Linked DNA regions of Sus scrofa: region 1 is linked to region 2. The links are chromatin contacts, called in public Hi-C maps. All regions are on one chromosome and are shown on one strand. Each heading gives the region's core, a stretch centred on a gene start, on an enhancer-like site or on the middle of the called end of the contact. The rest is flanking DNA. Distances are from core to core; before and after follow the strand shown.

Region 1 (3,668 bases), core at 401-2,900, 68 kb before region 2:
TAAATATTATTATACTATTTCCCCCAAATAGTAACAATTTACATTTTTAGCTATAGTATGAGGTGGCCTGGTTTTCCCTTCCCACCACAGCACTGTAAGTTATTAGCCATTTGCATTTTTGCCAATTAATGAGGACAAAATGGTATCCACATTGTTTAACTTGTGTTTCTGAATGCTAGTCAGGTGATTCATCTCACTCTTTTTTTTTTTTTCCTTAAGGCCATACCTGTGGCATTTGGAGGTTCCCAGGCGAGCTACAGCTGTCAGCCTACGCCACAGCCACAGCAACACGGGATCCAAGCTGCATCTGTGACCCACACCACAGCTCCTGGCAACACCAGATCCTTAACCCACTGAGCAGGCCAGGGATCGAACCTACAACCTCATGGTTCCTAGTCAGATTCACTTCTGCTGCACCATGAGGGGAATTCCCATCTCACTCTTCATTAAACTTTAGTTAGTAGGTCAGACTTTTACTCTGAACAGATAATATGCTCATGAGAAAAACAGAGTTGGGTGAAATCTCTAGCAAAGTAACATGGAATGGTTGTCTAGAATATCATTTTAGCCAGAATCCAATCAGTGCCTAAAACTAGTCCAAACTTTGGCCATTGTGTAGTAACACGTTAACCCCATTTGAAGGAAGACTCTCAAAACCCTTGCAGAGCCTGTCTAAATGCAAACAAACAAAATCACCACAGACAGGCGAGATGACTGCCAAGTTCAACATAAACACGTTTGTGTTTTGTTTTTTTGGCAGCACCACTGGAATGTGGAAATTCCCCAAGCCAGGCATCGAACCTTTGGCACAGCATCGACCAGAGCCAGTGCAGTGACAATGCCAGATCCTTAACCTGTTGCACCACAAGAGAACTACTTAAACATGCTTTTGACACCTAGGCATTGCCAAACCTGAAACAGAGGCGAAGTTGATCTTGACTGCCTGAAGCATGGGATTGAAAAGCATTCTGAAGCCCATCAGGGCTCAGGAGAAGAGAGATTGAGTAGGCACGGTTGCCACATGTACCAAGGGCACAAGAATCTGGAGGGGGCATGTACCAGGGGAAGCCCTGATACTGCCCTCAGGTGGGGAAGAGTGGGACTGGCGGCAGGGGCTCTAGGGTGGCAGGAGCTCTTTTGATCTGGGTGGGAGGCAGGAGGGCACCCTCAACACCAGCCCCTCCCCACTCCTCCTCACAGATGCTGCTGGGATCAGCATGACCCTACTCCCTTCCCACCCTGCCTCCCCTTCCTTGACCCTTTCTCATTTAATCTGGAAGTCACCTGAATTAAAATATTATGGGAAATGGAGGGAACTTCGCGATTTTCCCCACCCTAAGTCCACCAGGAATGGCCAGACAGGTCTGGTAAAGGGGAAATTAAACGATATTTGAAAATCTGCAGAGAAGAGAAATTGTAGGCAAGATGACAGACATAAAATCTATGGTTCTCTTCAGAGAATTGGCTTCCAAACCAGAAAACACAACAAAACAAATAAAAAACATCTCATTGCTAAAACTTAAAATGCCCATTTTTCAGCTCCATCCAAGAGAGTGTACATCTTTCTCTCTGGAAAACTCCAGCTGGCCAGGCACCTCTCCTCCCTACCCCCACGCTTTTCTCCCCAAACTGTGCTTCCCTTATCAGGACACCGCTGACCCCTAGTGGCCACGCCGCCTTCAGCTGTACCAGACCAGCTGCCTTTATTTGCTGGCTGGTCAAAATGCTAATTTGCTGACAGGTAAGCTTCACTCCCTTTGAAAAACTGATGTTTGTAAATTACCACAGTAATGGGTCCCCAACTTGAAGAGGGTCTTCAAAACAAATAAACTTCAGAGAAACTACCAGAGAGGCCTAAGCATCAAAGAACACAAGCAATCCTTTGTCCAGGGAGAGTGCTACATGGCATTTCTCCTGAATCGATTTCCTCCGTGACCATAAACTCAGGTTTAAAAGCCCCGAGGTCTGTCTTTTTTAAAAAAGAGTAAGCAGGAGTTCCCGTCATGGCGCAGCGGAAACAAATCCGACAAGGAACCATGAGGTTGCGGGTTTGATCCCTGGCGTCGCTCAGCAGGTTAAGGATCCGGCGGCATTGCTGTGGCTGTGGCATAGGCCCGTGGCTACAGCTCCGATTGGACCCCTAGCCTGGGAACCTCCATATGCTGTGGGTGCGGCCCTAAAAAAAAATAAAATAAAAAGAAGTAAAGAATTTCATCCAACATAAGGAAGCATCCATGTGTCCACACAGCCATCTGAACTCATCCTTCTTAAGGCTTGGTGAAATAGGAAAGGCTAAAACCAGAATATTTTCAGTCTTGTAAAGCATGTGTGTCTTGTGGCCGATGTTGCCTAAATTAGTTCTAAATGGTGAGGAAAGGCAATGGGAGTTTGTGGGATTGTGGAATATTTTAGTTCTTAGTTCTATTTCATGAAGCATTCAGCAAGGGGTAGAAAGAAATGGAACACTGAGGCGAATGGTTTTGACTGAACCACACTGAGGTCTCCTCCAGAGCCTGCCTCCAAACCCCACCCTGCCCTGGTCAGATCTGACTCAGAACCAGATGGGCTAAGCCTCCAGAAGAGTTTCAGAAGTCACAGCTGAGGAAATTTACGGTGGACAGGGGTTCCTAGTAGACACACGTAGACACACACACACACACACACACACACACACACACTCACACTGGCCTCAAGTCCTAAATGGCTTTCAAAAGTAGGATGACCCCATTTTAAAAAGCACAAAACATCTGAAAAGACATTGGACAAAAGACAATATAAGGAGGGCGAATAAGCATATGAAAAGATGCTCAGTACCATTTATCATTAGGGAAGTGCAACACAATAAAGTAGTATTGGACTATATCCTCAAGTATAAAATAAATATCCACAAGTCCACACTGATATAAATAAGTGGTGAAAAAAATAAATTGGGAAGAATAGACAAATCTCGAATGATGAAGAATTCCAAATAATTTACGTCAATAACCCCTGGTTAAGGAGACAGCACAACCTCTCACTCATTCAGTGTGGGCTGCACGTAGGGAATGCCTTCCAAAGTGTGGAAAGGGGGAGAAAGGACAGGACATGTGACACACTGGACCCACCTCCCCAAAGCAGATGGTGAAAGTTAGCATCCTCAGCGACAAGATGTACTGGTAGTGTAGACCCTTGACAAGAGGTGATGAAAATGGCACTTTACTGCTGTGATCTTCTTCCCCAAAACCCATAATCCCAGTCTGATCATGAGAAGAACATCAGACGAATGCCAGCTGAGGGACATTCTACAGAATACCTGACCAATACTACTCAAATATGTCAAAGTCATCAAAAACAAGGGACGTTTGAGAGACTGCCGTGGCCAAGAGAAGCCAAGGGAGACATGACGGCTCACTGTAATGTGGTCCCCTGGATGGAATCCTGGAGCAGAAAAAGGACCTTAGATTAAAAACAGGAAATTTGAATAAAATACAGACTTTAGTGAATAATAATGTGTTAATATTGGTCCATTAATTGTGACACATATCTCATATTGATAGTAAAAGAAACTGAATTTAGAGTATAAGGGAACTCTTCTATCTTTGTAATTTTCCTTTAAACTCAAAACTACTCTATAATAAAATGTCTATTTTTTAAAAAATGAGTTCCTGTTGTGGCTCAGCAGGTTAAGA
Region 2 (3,611 bases), core at 1,040-3,539:
GGTTTCTAGATAAGGCTACAATCACTGGTGTACTGCCGCTGACACATACCAGTGGTGAGACAGAATTTTTTAAGGCTTCTGGAGATCCAGTTGATACCCAGCTCTTACTTAAAATTAAGTTATACTGGTGTTCCCATAGTGGCTCAGTGGGTTAGGAGCCTGACACAGACTCCGTGAGGATGCAGGTTCGATCCCTGGCCTTGCTCAGTGGGTTAAGGATCCAGTGTTGCCCTGAGCTGTGGTGTAGGTTGAAGATGGGACTCAGATCTGGTGTTGCTGTGGCTCTGGCATAGGCCGGCAGCTGTAGCTCCAATTTGACCCCTAGCCTGGGAGCTTCCACGTGCAGCAGGTGTGGCCTTAAAAAATAAAGAGAAAAAAGTTTAAGTTATACCAATTTATAATTAAATAAATTATATTCAAAACAAAAATACTGGAGTTCCCGTCGTGGCGCAGTGGTTAACGAATCTGACTAGGAACCATGAGGTTGTGGGTTCGATCCCTGCCCTTGCTCAGTGGGTTAACCATCCGGCGTTGCCATGAGCTGTGATGTAGGTCGCAGATGCGGCTCGGATCCGTGTTGCTGTGGCTCTGGCGTAGGCTGGCAGCTACAGCTCCGATTAGACCCTTAGCCTGGGAACCTCCATATGCTGCGGGAGCGGCCCAAGAAATGGCAAAAAGACAAAAAGACAAAAAAAAAAAATTAAGTATTCACACTTGCCAATTATTTTGCTACATCTAACTACTATCTAGGATGTTATGGTTATTTATGTCTATTGTAGCTATATGTTGGAAATACCATAAAAGGTGAGCTCTGCCTTTCTCTTCCCGCATCTGCATCACTCTCAGTGGGTTTTTTTTTTTTTTTTTTTTTTTTTTTTTGGCTGCACCTACGGCATGCAGAAGTTCCTGGGTCCTGGGCCAGGAATGGAACCTGCGCCATTGCAGTGAAAACACGGGATCCTTAACCCACTGAATCACCAGGGAACTCACACATCAATTACTGAAACCAGGCATGGTAGGAGTATTTATACCAAAGAAAATGGCGAATGCTACAAATTGGGGCTTGATTTTATTGTCTTGTTATCCAGACTTAAGAAATGAAGGAGAAAGTGTTAATAGTTCAGCTTTCACTTAAAAATGTCACATTTGGGATCTACTACATTGCAAAGAGGAGGAAAAAAAAAAGCGATGAAATATTTTCCCAGGATTTAAAAACTCATACCCAATTCAGCAAAGACGTCTCATCATTGATGACAAAAGACGAACTAGTGAAATTCTGACAAATGCGTCTGTTGCTTCACTTTAACCTTGATGATATCCACAACAGCCATGTCTTAACACTCTCATTCATCAATTTCAACCACAGGTTGGCCACAGACGGAAGAATTCAATAAGAAGAAATGAAAACATTCTGAAGGAATCAACTGCCTAGATAGAATTTACAGTAGAGAACACTGTTTTTTTGTGTGTGTTTTGTTTGTTTTTTGGCTGCACCAGCGGTACGTGGAAGTTCCTGAGCCTGGGATCAAACCTGCATCGCGCCAGTGACCTGAGCCCCTGCAGTGATCTTTAACCCGCTGCACCATAAGAGAACTCTGTATTTGAGGCTTTTTAATTTGTAAATTGTGTGCCCTATGAGTCATTGACATCAGTAAGATATTTATACTACATATGCCTATAATACATTTACTTTTGAAGACCGGTTATTAAACATTTATTGGCTACCAGCACGCAAACCAATTTCAGATCAGCTTAGGGACCAGACAGAGGAGAGAGAGGCTTCTCAGGGCAGCCAAATCGCAGAAAGGAATGGAAAGAATTCAAAATCATTCTGCTCTAGAATTCAGAGTCAGCCAGGCTGGAAGCCAGGAATTCCTTTGTATTTATATCGACGGTTACTTGATTTATTGTAGGTGAGTCTAGCTCTCCATTCATGGTACTGATGCAGTTTCCTTTGCAAACAAAATTGTTTACAGCACCCCCAAAAGTGTCATCTTCAAAAAAAATATTAAGTAAATGATAATGCAGGCAATCCACAGAAGTGGTAAAAATTCTAATGGCAGCTTGAATGGCTCTGCTTTTGGAAACACAAACTCAGTGACCAAGAACCCAGCCTTGGGAAGTGTACATCTGAGCTCAAGGGCAGACACCTCTAGTGACACTGGCTTTGTGAACTTAGGGCCCCCATGAGCCTGGTCTGGGCCTGGCCTCCTCCCTGATCCAAACCCGGCAATGCCCTCAACTTCCTCCCCCACCCCTACATGTGCCAAAACGTAAATATTCACACTCACACAGCACTTTTCCTTCAGTAATCGCCTCCCCACAGCAGCCAGCACACTCTCTGTGACTCAGCTCTCTGAGCCTGTCTCCAAGAGTTTTAGTTGGTTCCTGCAGGAAGCCAGCTGCCCCAGCAGCAGAAGAAAAACCCACCGCCACAGGTGATATACTGAGTTTTGCTCTTTTATCTTTTATTTTAATCTTCCCCAGGAGCGCTCAGAGGGCACTTTTTGGATTGCTAAAATAAACTCTAATAGATAAATACAGTGAAACATTGGCTGTGAGAGTCTTCATCCCTAAGTATTACTTCAGGGTGAATCAAACAGCTCACGATATAAATAAAAAGGCCTGATGCTTCTCCAGGGGTCCTTCAGCTCTGGCCCCACAGAGGCCTCAGTGACAAGCACCTGGCCCTGCACTGGGCACTCAGCAGGAGAGGCCTCCCTCCTCCCCTCACAGAATGAGGGGGGCCAGCTGTCACATTCTGTGCACCATGAGACTGGGTGGCCCCACAGGCCTTGTCACTCTGCTTTCTGTGTTGGGCTGCTCTGCTCTGCAAGGAATGGCAATCTGTCAAGGCTTCAAAGTGACAGGCATTTATTGTCACAACAGCCATAGCCACATTAGCCAGCGGTGGTGCTGGACGGGCTCCATGGTCTGCCCCTCGGCTCCTCACCCTTTATAGTCTGCCCTGGGCCCTGGCAGGCTGACCTCTGGCTTCTGCACCCACCTAACTGGCCTCCATCTGGACTCGCTGTTGGTGGGTAGAGGCAGGAGATCAGAGCGAGGGAGGAGAAGGCCTTGGGGGTGTGTATCCCCTCCACTCCTGCCCTGCAGGCTGGCCCCCAGCTATACTCCTGGCCACAGCCCACAGTTCCTGTCTGCACCTTTTCCTGTGACTGCTGGGTAGCTGGCAACTGCCAGCTTCTTTCACCCCTTCAGGCCCAAGAATGGAAACGGCCCTGCAGGTACAGCCCCAGGGTGCTCCACGATCCTGTCAGTGTCCCAGCATCTTACCCACATCTTTCTAAATGGTCCCTCACACCTGCCTTATTTACCCAACTGGGTGCCCAGCCCAGACTGCCACCCGTGAATAGCACACTTAATATGTGCCAGGCTCCTTTCTGCATTTTGTATCCATTAATTCAGTCCTTTCAACAACCCTCTGATATAGACACCAGTATTAGCCCTGTTTACAAAGGAGGGAACTGGAGCATAGAGAGGTCAATTACTTGCTGACCTTATACAACAGTAAGTGGCAGGGCCAGGATTCAAACCCAAGCAGGGCAGTGCCTGCCAATACACCATCAGGATGTGTAAAGGACCAGGAAAGT

What was found. Hi-C and Micro-C count contacts between places; a contact is called where the count stands out from the background.
Region 1: a contact with region 2 is called in a Hi-C map of fetal liver, with 1.7 times the contacts expected there. The contact joins two enhancer-like sites. A contact is called at or near these places in 1 of 5 promoter capture datasets (liver), 8 of 47 Hi-C or Micro-C datasets (alveolar macrophages, blood, embryonic fibroblasts and 5 more) and 1 of 2 datasets of contacts at active chromatin or transcription factors (skeletal muscle).

What each region holds. Positions count from the first base shown.
Region 1 is chr13:91,002,458-91,006,125 of Sscrofa11.1, reverse strand. No RefSeq gene overlaps it. Among named protein-coding and RNA genes, the nearest start is that of SIAH2, 33 kb to the right of the region's middle. Within about 2 kb of position 1,650, at least 2 of the 83 cell types and tissues checked have an H3K27ac peak or open chromatin away from gene starts, as enhancers often do. A contact at or near this core is called in fetal liver, where this site is marked.
Region 2 is chr13:90,935,554-90,939,164 of Sscrofa11.1, reverse strand. No RefSeq gene overlaps it. Among named protein-coding and RNA genes, the nearest start is that of ERICH6, 22 kb to the right of the region's middle. Within about 2 kb of position 2,289, at least 20 of the 83 cell types and tissues checked have an H3K27ac peak or open chromatin away from gene starts, as enhancers often do. A contact at or near this core is called in fetal liver, where this site is marked.